Linked DNA regions of Triticum aestivum: region 2 is linked to region 1. A link is a contact called in public Hi-C data. All regions are on one chromosome and are shown on one strand. Each heading gives the region's core, a stretch centred on a gene start, on an enhancer-like site or on the middle of the called end of the contact. The rest is flanking DNA. Distances are from core to core; before and after follow the strand shown.

Evidence for each region. Hi-C and Micro-C count contacts between places; a contact is called where the count stands out from the background.
Region 2: a Hi-C map of leaf shows a contact between it and region 1, with 4 times the contacts expected there. The contact joins the promoter of LOC123181145 here to the promoter of LOC123167743 in region 1. A contact is called at or near these places in 3 of 5 Hi-C or Micro-C datasets (all in leaf).

Annotation. Positions count from the first base shown.
Region 1 is chr1D:228,080,226-228,086,349 of IWGSC CS RefSeq v2.1, forward strand. LOC123167743 reads left to right here and starts at 3,194. Exons shown (of 1, transcript XM_044585607.1): 1 at 3,194-4,818. The coding sequence starts at 3,466. The coding sequence ends at 4,380.
Region 2 is chr1D:228,357,886-228,364,220 of IWGSC CS RefSeq v2.1, forward strand. LOC123181145 (putative lipid-transfer protein DIR1) reads right to left here and starts at 3,299. Exons shown (of 2, transcript XM_044593380.1): 1 at 2,852-3,299; 2 at 2,404-2,646. The coding sequence starts at 3,284. The coding sequence ends at 2,633. LOC123181144 (myosin-1) reads left to right here. Exons shown (of 23, transcript XM_044593379.1): 20 at 502-631; 21 at 744-890; 22 at 990-1,069; 23 at 1,201-2,160. The coding sequence ends at 1,887.

The sequences.
Region 1 (6,124 bases), core at 1,944-4,443:
CCCCTGATTGCAGCACCACCGGATGAGGGTTCCAGTGTCGCCACCACGCTGCTGTTGTAGCTCGCCATGCGCCCATCGCAGCACCGCCACGCAGCACCGTCGTCGCCGGTCGCCATTGTTATCTAGCTGTTTTCAGTTTGAAGCTTTTTTAGAAGCGAGTTGTAGCTATTCTCGACGCCAGTTGCAGCTTTTTTCGGCTGCGCGGTGGCCTCCAGCTACCCCGTATCCAGTTAAGCTTTTTTCATAAACGGATGTAGCTTTTTTTGGTGCCAGACGTAGCATTTTTTAGTATGGTTGCAGCTATGACGCACGTCCGTCGAAGCCTATTCTTTCTCTGGTTCCAGCAAAAAATGCACACCGGTCGTAGCATTTTGGGTTGACGGTTGTAGCTCCGATGTGCACCGGCAGCTTGCAGTCGCGCGCCCCGCCGCTCGCAGTCCAGCGCCCCCGCCGGACCCCCTGATTAAAGGTTGTAGCAAAATTCATCAACGGTGGCAGCAAAAAACACCGCCGGTTGAAGCTTTTTTTTCCAACTGTTGATTCCGATTGTAGCAAAACTCGAGGCCAATGGTAGCACGGCAAAATGCAGGTTGTAGCAAAAACTAGACGCCGGTTGCAGCACCTGGTCGTAGGTTGCAGCTATCTGCTGTTGTCGGCCACAAGTTTGCCGTCGTTGGTTGCAACACGTCAGTCCGATAGTTGTAGCTTTTTTTGTTGCCGGTCGTACCTTTTCGCGGCATGGGTTGCAAATTTTCTGATCTTCCAGTTGCAGTTGTTTGTCGTCATCGGCCAAACTACACCGCCGAAAGATTGTAGCAAATAGAGACGCCGGATGTAGCAAAAAAATGATATAGTTGTAGAAAAACCAGCTGTGTTTCCAACTCGCTTATCGGTTGCAGCAAAAAACATCTGTGGTTCCAGCTATGGATTTCGCCAGTTGAAGCAAAATAAAATGATGGCTCCAGCATCGTTGTCCGCTCGTTGGCGACGCAACCTTCACCGTGGTCATCCATGGAGGCTCGTCGGCACGGCTCGGCATGGTTCCCCCGGCGCGGTCCCAGCACCTCCGTCGCGGCGCCCCGATACAGTCCATAGCAGCTTGTTGGAGCCCCAGTCGCAGTCCGCCCCGAGCTCGTAAGCCATGGCCGCCCCTGACCTTGAGCTCGCAGGTCATGGCGCATGGGAGCAGCACTCCCCATGGAGGAGGTGCAGCTGTGGGGTGTGAAGGGAGGAGTGCTCGGAGCTGCCTGGTGCTATGGCGGAGGAGGCGAGCGATGGAGAAGGAAGAAGGAGATGTGTTGCAGATAAGGAAAGGGGTGAGCTGTTTCTGGCCGCATGATTGCGATCCATCTCGCGGCTTGCGTGAGACCAGCGTAACGGTTCGGCCGGCGCACCGGCCACAAACACTTCCCATTGCGAAAGGACAAGCCCGTTTGCAAGAAGAAAGTGTATGCATGGGTGCTGCTTGTGTAAGCAAACTCACATAGCAGCAGAAAACAGCTTAGCATCCAGGTTCCGAGCCTCTGTCTAGTTGGATACTCCTACTGCTGCTACTATAGTAGTACTATTGCTCTCTGGCTTTCTGCACATCCATGCAAGCAAAGCAAAAGCAGAGGCACAAAATCAAGGCGCTGGATTACGGATTGCGACATGGCTCGTCTGCTAGCGGGAGAGGTGGGTCGAGCCATGTGCGTTCAACTGCTCCGACCAATGGATTGCGGGCCCGTGGCGAGGCCGACGTCTCGTCGGAGCCTCGGAGGAACATGTCTATTGCGTTTGCATGCGCTTTTCTTCGAGAATGGCGCTTTAATTTCCTTTCTTTTTTCTTCTAGATAGATTTAGATAGACAGCGTAGTGGGTGCTTGGGGAGCACGGGCGGGCCCCACCGGCGCCGGCATACGGATAAGCAACGAGCGAGCTGACCTAGACTTGCAAAGCTATCAATAAGAAGATTAAGATAAGCAAGCAACGACGATGACGACAACGACGACGCAGGCAGTGTCTGTTCGGTGTGTGCTTGCTGCTGCTCCAGCCTTGGGTCTCTATTGACTGACTGACCGACCGATTGATAAAAGGTAGGATCGGACAAGGCATGTTCGTGGGTGCATAAAAGGTAGGTGCCGTGGAATAAACCCCCGCTGTTATTCTTCTGATGAAGCTACTGTTAGCGTGCTGCGACTTCTGAAGTTTAGTTTGCTGTTGCCTCGTCCTTATTTCACAAATGTTTTGACCACCACGTTAGAAACAGCTTTGTTAACTAAACTAAATAAATACACACTAAAATAGAAGCAAAAACTTGTTTGGGGTAAAATATACCAAAAACGGTTGGATGAACTGGATCATCATAGTCTATTTGCTTTAGTGTGTTAGTATGGTGTATGTATATGGCCGCTTTGTTTCAGTGCCTTTTTCTTAGCACTTACTTAGGGAATTAGGACGTAGCTTTCTTCCTTGGTGTGTGTGAGAGTGTGATACGATAACACGGTGTACATGATGCTGGCGCTAAAGAAGACCCAAGGCCAATAGGTCATGGGCACCTCTGTTTTAGGATAAGTCATGGGTATCTCTTGTGTTAACCATCATACATACAGCACTAGTACTAGTACTTGATTGACAAGGCCGCCACCTCAAAAAACAAGAAGTGATAATGCGCGCGGTCTCAACCAACCAAAACCAAAACCAAAACCCAAGTGGGTGGGTATTGACACATCGCCATGCAGCTGACGTATGTATATATGGCGCCCTATTTTTTCCAGCTCCACCCTTGGCTGAATCATGCATGCTTGCTTGTTTCCATTTCTTCGTATATATGGTCTATAGAAAATAGAGTTATACTCGCTCTGTACAAGGGGAAGGGATCGACGACTGGTTCAGTACTCAATAATGGTTCACAGCGAAAACACGGCATGCGTGCATATTGTATTCATCCACCATACTATGCACTAGGAGTAGTTGATAGTATATGGGTGTTTGATTGACTGACCTCGCGAGACGACCGGACTCCGCACCCTACTATCAACTGCGGTTAAACCTGCTCATTGCTTCTCTCTTCCTCCTTAATCAAACCATTTAATACCTGCATTATGTGGGTTACTTTCAAGTTAGTAGTAGTACTATATATGTTAAGCTGTAGCTTTGTTCCACTCAGTTAAGAACGGTCGTAGCACGAGCGGGGCGTATTCACACCGGGTGCAACATTGGATATTCCTTTTTTTGTTCTTTTCCTCGGAACTTATTTATTTCGGAAATTACTCTACCAGTTGAGGCTGAGAAGATGAAAATATCTTGTTTAAAGACAAGATGAAAATATCTTTAGCGTGCGCTTTATGCTTTTGAGAGGGGTCAGTCCGTCAGAACCTCGGCTCCTCCTCCCGTCCCGGCTATATATAAGCACTCGACCCACACATCCATCGCTCCCCCCCCTCTTGCACTCCCCTCTCGCAGTCAAGTCTGGTCTTGCCCGAGATGAACTGCTCCTTCCTCAAGGCGGCGGCGGTCGCCGTGGTCGTGGCCGTCCTGGCGGCCACGGCCGGCGCAAACTCCTTCGTCTCGGCCCCGCCTCTCCCCACCGTTTTCCTCTTCTCCCCTCCCTGCGTCCTGTGGATCGCCGCCCAGGTCATCGTCGTCTCGCTCTGGCTCCTTTGCCACCGCGGAACCGCCGTTGCGGCCGGACTCTCGTCCACGGCCAGCGACGTTTCCGCTGCCATGGGCGGCATGCTCTTCCCTTCCTCGGAACACGACGTCTTTGCTGCCGCTCCTGACGCCGTCGTCGCGCCGCCGGCGCCCGTCTCGACGAGCCGGCCGCGGGAAGCGAGAACGGCCAAGAGGCCGGTTGACCGCCCCCGCGTGCGGAAGAAGCTCGCCGGCGAGGGCACGGCCACGGTGGGAGGCGCCGCGGCGGAGGCCAAGCCCGAGGCCAAGAAGGAACGCAGCGAGGAGGAGAAGCCGAGGCCCTCTGCCGCCGCGACCGAGGCCGTTGGCGTGGACGACGTGTCGATGGACTCGGCGTGGCAGTCCATCGTGAGGAGCGGCGCGGCGCGGCCGGTGGCCGTGCGGAAGAGCGAGACGTGGGGCGGCGAGGAGCTGCCGCGGATGCGGCGCGCGGCCGACAAGGCCGTGGTCGCGCGGAGGGAGATGCGTAAGTCGGCCACGATGGTCCCGCCTTCCCCGCCGCACCCGGCCGCGGCGTCGTCCCCGGTGGCGGAGAGGCAGGGGTGGCGCACCAGGGACGTGCTGGGGATGGCGCAGGACGAGCTCCTTCGCCGCGCCGAGAGCTTCATCCGGAGGCAGCACGAGCACCTGCGCATGCAGCGGCAGGAGTCAGAGCAGCGGCAGGCCATGGAGCGCGACCGCCGCCGCCCTGCTCCCATCCGCGTCTAGTGGCCGGTCAGCACGACATGCATCGCACATCGCCTATGCACGCGTGTAGCGTACGTACGTGCTAATCCATCCACCACAGGATGGATGGATGCACGTGTCCATGCACGCACGGAAGGGAGACTGTACAGAAGTTGGTCAGCTAGCTAGCCCTACTAGCATCATCATCAAGAGACAAAGATGACTGCCGCCATTGCATGCCTAGATGGAACGATGGAAGGACTGCGTAGGTAGAAGGATCCGGCCATGGCTGTCTAGCTACGTTGCACACTGAAGCAGTACTGTTCTGGTCATGCACCGCGTCCTGCAGCTTCGATCGATGTAGATTAAATCCGTATGTACGTAAGATTATGGTTGAGTGAGGAATCAACGCTACATGTAAGTTATTTTAACCTCTAAATAAATGAAGAGTGGTAGCCGTTTCTTTGTTCTTTTGCTCAATTTTGTTGTTTCAAATTTTCGAGACCCCTGTCCGTAGCGCAAGAATTTCGTAGGAAATCCACAAGAAAATTCATCTCACTTGCCTTGTTCATCAATCATCACAAAGGATGTGTGCTTGATAACTGAATAGGTAGATGTGAGCATGCTTGAGATTGAGGGCCTCTTGCATTAAGCGGATTCTGGATTTCACTGATCTAGTATAACTTTGTACTGAATCAATAATAATTAATATAGATTGGAGGGAGTAGAGGATTAAAATCGTAAGGAAATTTTCTTCCTATCCCTAATCGTAGGATTGCAAACCTCGTTGCATAAGAGTATAGGATCATGAGAAGAAACAAGACAAGAATATAATAAGAGTGCGTGCACAAAAAAAGGATTGTAAAATGCGGGAATCTTGAGACTTGGGTATTTGGTCCACAGAAATAGGAAAGCATGTTGATCTTAATAAGCACAATCAAAGTAAAGTCAAATCATATGAAAATATATAATTAGGATATTATTAGACCTTTATGTACGAATTACTAAAGGAGGTCGGAGTAGATCGTAAAATTCTCGCGTTTTTCTTTAAAACTGTAATCAAAGAAATGTTTCCTCCTTGTTCATTTACTCCATTACTTTGAATCAAATTGAGGAATGGTAGTACCAAAGGGGAAAACACATACTTATATTTTCCTCCACTTCTCCTATGAACTATAGAGGCCCTGATTTGGGAGGAATCCAAACATGAGGTCTGGCCAAATGGATTTTTCTTTAAAGTCCCAGTGCATCTTATGTCTTTCTCTCTGGATTCTCTTCCTAATCATGTAACACACAATCTTAGAAATTATATAATTTTTCTTTGCGGATCGTCCAAAGGTTCTTCCCATCGTTTTGCTTTACGATTCAAGATGTCATGACATTTCAATCATGTGCTTTTCATGTTTCCTTTTTCTGGTCAACGCTTTTCTTTCTCTCTAGTCGTGGTCGTTATGGTGATTCATGATGACCAAATCCGACCGCTACATGAATCCGACCGCTGTTTCCCTAGTCGCGGTCGGATTTGGTCATCACGAATCACCATACATGTTTTGATATCACATAGGAGATACTTCCACCGTCTTTCGGCCTGCGGATATACCGTTTTCCTCAGTTAGGCTTGCCGAGTTCTTCGGCACTTGATCGTAGCTACGGTGGCAATGATGCTTAGGATCATACCTTGTCAAGGCCCGTCTTTGATGGGAATGTCCTTATTCCTAAGGTTGTTGATAGATCTTGGAGGTATTTTTGGTGTCTTACTCGGGGCAGCGAGACAGCGGTGGCGTTC
Region 2 (6,335 bases), core at 2,049-4,548, 280 kb after region 1:
TGATCTATAAACAACAAAGTTTCATAAATAGAAAAAACAATAAAATATATATACAAGAAAAATGCACCAAACAGGTATCAAGGTAGGGATGCTTTCCAAAGAGCATGCCAAGAGCACAAGGGCTCACGGTTCACAAATTTTTGAACTACATCTGGTGTTTTGTTTAGTGAATGACAACTGGCGCTTCTCGTTCTTCTAGTGTACACGGCAGTGTCAGTTTGGCTTGCCTTCTTTTCCTTGTGAAGCGATGTATTTCTGGAAAATGCTGTATCACCGTGTTTGTTCATCTGTACTTTATTGCATATCAGGTTGACATATTTTCAAGTAGAGGTGTTGGCCTATGATACTTATATGAATTGACATCACATGTTTAAAGTTGCTTTCTAAAATTTATAATTCATAATTATGCTGTCTTTGAAGTTTGAGTGGTTATCTATACATTCATCTACTACTAAGCTTTTAAGTCACTATCTTGTGTTGCTTCTTTTTTGGGAACTGAAGATTGGCAACCTTGAGAATACTCGGAATCGTACTCTGCATGGTGTTTTAAGGGTTCAAAGTTGTTTCCGAGGGTATCAAGCACGGCGCCATGCAAGTGAACGAATCAGAGGAGTTTTGGCTCTTCAATCATGTACGGTATCCAAGCCCCGCTGCTTTATGCATTTTACTGTATTTCTTGTTGCTGTATCATTCTCTCCTGCTCATGCTTACTGTATGGGCTGGTTGCTCTTCACATCTTGCAGTCATTCGTGCTGAGAATGCAAGGCAAAGTTATTCATCTCTGTTGAGGAAACATAGGGCAGCCACTCTTGTGCAGAAAAATCTAAGAGGCTGGCGTGCAAGAAGATACTTCATCAAGATACGGAAGGCTTCAGTGGTTATACAATCTGGTAAGAAGATTTTCCTCATTCTCGTCAGACTCTGCAAAGATAGAAGTGGCAGTATGACTCACTATTTCTGGTTCCCTATTGTCTTCGCATAATATGAAGGTATCCGCGGCTGCCTTGTTAGAAGATGCGCCGGCAATGTCGATCTACTGAACGTGTTGAGAGAATTCGAGTCGAAAAAGGTACACAGCATATCTGTTTCTATGCTATCTAAAATATGATGTCCATGCTAGTAATGTTTCTCATTTGGAACTGCAGAAAATTTGTTTACACTATCTGCTCGCGCTTAAACCCATGAATTAAATTATTTCAGGAGGCAGACGGCGACCAAATCTTGATCAAGGCGTCTTTCCTGGCCGAGCTACAACGGCGAATCCTTCGTGCCGAGGCGACAGTTCGAGAGAAGGACGAGGAGAACGAGATGCTACACCAGCGGCTCCAGCAATACGAGAACCGGTGGCTAGAATACGAGCAGAAAATGAAGGCGATGGAGGAGATGTGGCAGAAGCAGATGCGGTCGCTGCAGTCGAGCCTGTCGGTGGCCAAGAAGAGCCTGGCCCTGGACGAGACGCCTCGGATGTCCGACTCGTCCGTGGAGCAGAGCTGGGAGAGCAACGGGAACCACGTCGGTGGGGGCTCCTCCCAGCAGCTGGCGGCGGCGCCGCGGATCACCGGGCGCGAGATGAACGCCAGCATGAGCGTCATCGGGCGGTTGGCGGAGGAGCTTGAGCAGCGGAGCCAGGTGTTCGCCGACGACGCCAAGTTCCTGGTGGAGGTCAAGTCCGGGCAGGCGGACGCGAGCCTGAACCCGGACGTGGAGCTCCGCAGGCTGAAGCAGAACTTCGACTCGTGGAAGAAGGACTTCGGCTCCCGCATCAGGGAGACCAAGGTGATCCTGAACAAGCTCGCGAGCGGCGGCGGCGGCGGCGGCAACGAGTCCTCCCCCAACTCGGCCAAGCGGAAGTGGTGGGGCAGGCTCAACACCTCCAAGTTCTCGTGAGTTTCTTATGGTGTCTGATGATGATGGTGATGGTGTAGACGCGCCGGCATTTTACACGCCGGCGCTAGTCCTAGAGAGGTTTGTGAGTGCTGCTGCTGCGGAGTCCAGTGTTTTGGGCTGGATGAGTATGTGATTCGTGGAGGGCGAGTTGTATAGTTCTTCCACTGGGGGGCTGCTTCTTTTCCAGGCCGCCCATGAACCACTGAGTTGTGATGTAATTACTTGCTAAGATGTACTACTACTGCTTAAAAGGGGAGAGATTGGGGATTGCTAGTGCCATTTTGTCTTTTGTGTATGTATATGTTTGTATGCGGTTTAGTTTAACTGCAGCCAAGTAGGCTGTGTGCATCTATTCATCCATGCATATGGACTTGCATATATGGCCTTGCATGTTTGTTTTGCACAAGCAGGTGTAAATTGTTTTGATGAATCTGCACACGTGATTGGTTTCAGTTCAGTCATCCAGAATATCTTCACTGCTCAAGATTAGATAATACTATCAGGGAAGTTGCAACGTAGTCAAAGTATAATAATTTTAGCAACTGAATGGCAATACATCTTGCAACAGGTTGCAACGTAGTCAAAGTACAATACTGTAAATAATTCCAGCAACTGAATGGCAATACATTCCCTGTGCTCCGGCATCGTCACCTATAAGTTGACCAGGACGTCTTATTTATTTCAGCAGCGCTAACTGCGCTGCTTACATTATCCAAGCTTGCCATTCAGCCGGCCTGTTCTTGCTTCAGACCTTCGATCCTGTAATAGTAAACCCAAAACATAACCAGCTCAATTATTATTTACAATAATGAGCTCGAACGGCATCGATGACTAATAAACCCAGTACATCTACGTATTTCTCTTAGGTTTGAATGTACTAGCACTCTGGTGGGGTAAGCATCTCAGTCTCAGTTCATTCATGTGCAGGCTGTTAGTTAACCAAGTGAAGCAGCAGCTAGCTCACCTCCGCAGTTCCCAGGGATGCTGACGCCGCACTGCTGGGAGACGTAGAACACCTTCTCCATGCTGATGTTGTCCCTCACGCCGGGGCTGCCCAGGTAGCTGCAGACGCAGGGCACGTCCACGCTCTTCACGGCGTCGCAGCACTCCTGCGACGGCGGCACCGTCGGCGCGCCCTTCTGCACGTACTTGTAGCAGGCCTCGTTGAGCGCCACAACGTCGTCCTGGCAGCCTGCTGGGTCCGCCACAGCCGCGCCGCCGGCCGCCGGCCCCGCCGCCGCCGCAGCAGCGGCAAGGAGAAGGAGCATCGCCATCGCAGTCAGGCTGGCGCGGGCGAGCTGAGACATCTTGCTGGTGTTCCCTTTACGCCGATGCTGTGCTGTGTGTGTCTCGTGGATGTGGATGGTTGCTCTTGTGGTGCGGCGGTGATGTGCCATGCCTTGGGTATTTATAGTGCTTGACGGTTCTAGAGGATCTGACTTGTTTGGTGGGCGGGCTGGCGGGGGAGCTGGTGCTTCGGCTGGGAACCGGCCATGGAAATGCAATGCTTGTGAGCTGGTTCCACGGTGCGTGCTTGCTTGATCTTTGTTTTGCATGCAAATGCGATAGGTGTGAGAATGTTGGTGAGTTTGTTGTAGTCCCTGACCGTCCGCATAGGCGCATACCTGAACAGAACTTCAGATAGAGAGGTTTGGATGCTAGATAAATTTCGGCATGGATGTTTACATGCCCTCAAACATATCATTATTTATTTGCACAATTTGGTGGAAAAATCTTGCTTAGCCTTAAGATAAGCAATTGCGGCCGTGGAAGTAGTCAAGTTGTAAGTGCATCACGGCCCCCATAGTGGGTTTTGATGATTTATGACAACAAGACTAAATAAAGGGACTAAAATTTCTCAAAGTGTCGATCAGCTATAGTGTATAGTCCCAAAAGTTGTTGAGTTTGGAGGATGGTCCGTGACCCCTCGAAACCTAAGGATCAAGCTTTGGCATGATCACTTCGAGTCGTATACATGTTTACATGCCCTCAACCACCATTATTTATTTACGCAATTGAGTGGAAAAAAAAGCAATCATGGTGGTCATGTAAGTAGTCAAGCTGTAAGTGCATCTAGGACCCCATAGTGGGTTTTGATGAATCATGACAACAAGATTGAATAAAGGGACTAACAATTTCTCATATGTTGATCAGCTATAGTCCCAAAAGATATTGAGTTTGGAAGATGGTTCGTGAACCCTCGAATCGAAGGATCAAGCTTTGGCATGATCACTTCGAGTCATAGGTATGCCGATACTATGAAAGGGGGTCTTGGGTCTTGTGAGAAGTACTTCTTGCTATGTGATCAAAGTTCAGTCTCCAAAACCCATCAAAATTTCTCATTATTCCAAGTCCTAACTCTCTTCACATTCATTTGTTCGGAACGTCCAAGTTGATTCCATCCGGAGCCTCTGAAGCAATCTAGAGAGTTAGTTAGTTGCACTTTGTGCACTTCGGATCCTCCAAGCAAGGTGTCTCGTATATCCGAGATGGTACAAAAACTTTCTACTCATGTTCGGTACCTCTAGGTGACTTGTGTCCCAATAATCCTACACCTACTAAAAGTCCTACGTAAGTTTACTTAACCTTCCATACATTCCCTCCTCCCCCCTAATTTAACCGGGGTGGGCCCCATCTGCTATCCTAGCCCAATTACCCACCTCCACATCAGCTTTTACTTAAAAGCCTCATGTAAGCTTTCGTACGTGCAACATTGCTCCTTTTGTCCAGTAGCCGTGAGTGTCATCTGTCCAATACCTCCGAGCCAATTAAAGTTTGGACTAAAAGTTTCGTACAAACACCTGAGTGAGTTTCATCTGGACATTGTGAGATCATATAGTAGCAAAATCCCAGGATTATAGTATAGTTCAAAGCCTCCGAATGTTGTGTGGTCAGAGCCTTCGGGTTGTAATCTATGTTCTATCCAAAAACCATAAGTTTCATTCAAAATCTTTGAGTTACTTCCATCGGGTCCTCCAAGCTTTTGTGGAAAATTCACCTTTGTGCGTTCGGAGTCACCGAGTGTATTCTTTTCATGAAGGAAATATGTCCTAGAGGCAATAATAAAGTTGTTATTTTATATTTCCTTATTCATGATAAAGGTTTATTATTCATACTAGAATTGTATTGATCGAAAACCTTAACATGTGTGAATACATAAACAAACACCGTGTCCTAGTGAGCCTCTACTAGACTAGCTCGTTGATCAAAGATGGTTAAGGTTTCCTAACCATGAACATGAGTTGTCATTTGATAACGGGATCACATCATTAGGAGAATGATGTGATGGACAAGATCCATCCGTTAGCTTAGCATAATGATCGTTCAGTTTTATTGCTATTGCTTTCTTCATGTCAAATACATATTCCTTTGACTATGAGATTATGCAACTCCCGGATACCGGAGGAATAGCTTGTGTGCTATCAAACGTCACAATGTAACTGGGTGATTATAAAGATGCTCTAAAGGTATCTCTAAAGGTGTTTGTTGAGTTGGCATAGATCGAGATTAGGATTTGTCACTCCGAGTATCGGAGAGGTATCTCTGGGCCCTCTCGGTAATATACATCATAAGCTTGTAAGGAAACGATTAAGGAGTTGGTCATGAGGTGATGTATTACGGAACGAGTAAAGAGACTTGCTGGTAACGAGATTGAACTAGGTATGAAGATACCGAGTTATGTGATTTGGTGACCGAATGTTGTTCGGAGCCCTGGATGAGATCACGGACATGACGAGGAGTCTTCAAATGGTCGAGAGGTAAAGATTGATATATAGGATGATAGTATTCGGACACGGAAGTGTTTCGAGGGGTATCGGGTACTTATCGGGTCACTTGAAGGGGTTCCGGGCACCCCTGGCAAAAGATATGGGCCTTATGGGCCAAGAGGGGAAACACACCAGCCACAAGGGTCTGGTGCGCCCCCTATATGGGCCAGCCTAAGGAGGGGAAGGAAAGGGGAGAAGGGAAAGGAAAGTGTGGATTAGGATTCTCACTTCCTTCCCTCTCACCCTTCTTTCCTTCCCCTCGGTTCTATATGGCAGGGGGACGGCTTGGGAGGGACTCCAAGTAGGATTCCTCCTACTTGGGCTGGGCTATTCTGTTACGCGTAATAGAATATTATTCTGTTACTCTATTTGAACTGATGGTTTCAGGCGATTGTACTGATGATTTTCATCTCGTCGAACTGATCGTCTTTTTGTCGGAATGGGGCGTGTAATATATCGTTAGAAAGCTTTTGACATCTACATTACAAATATATAGGAATTTTTTGCAAAATCTTTATGGTTTAAGAGCAGTTTTGAAAAAACCTTTTTTTCAACACCGAAAACGCGAATCGTATTTTGGACTCAATTTTCAAATGTTTTGTCGGAATTGAGCAAATAAGATGGCGTTGGAAAGCTGGTGAAAATCCGCATCTTCCATATATCTATTGTTTTTTCTAATTC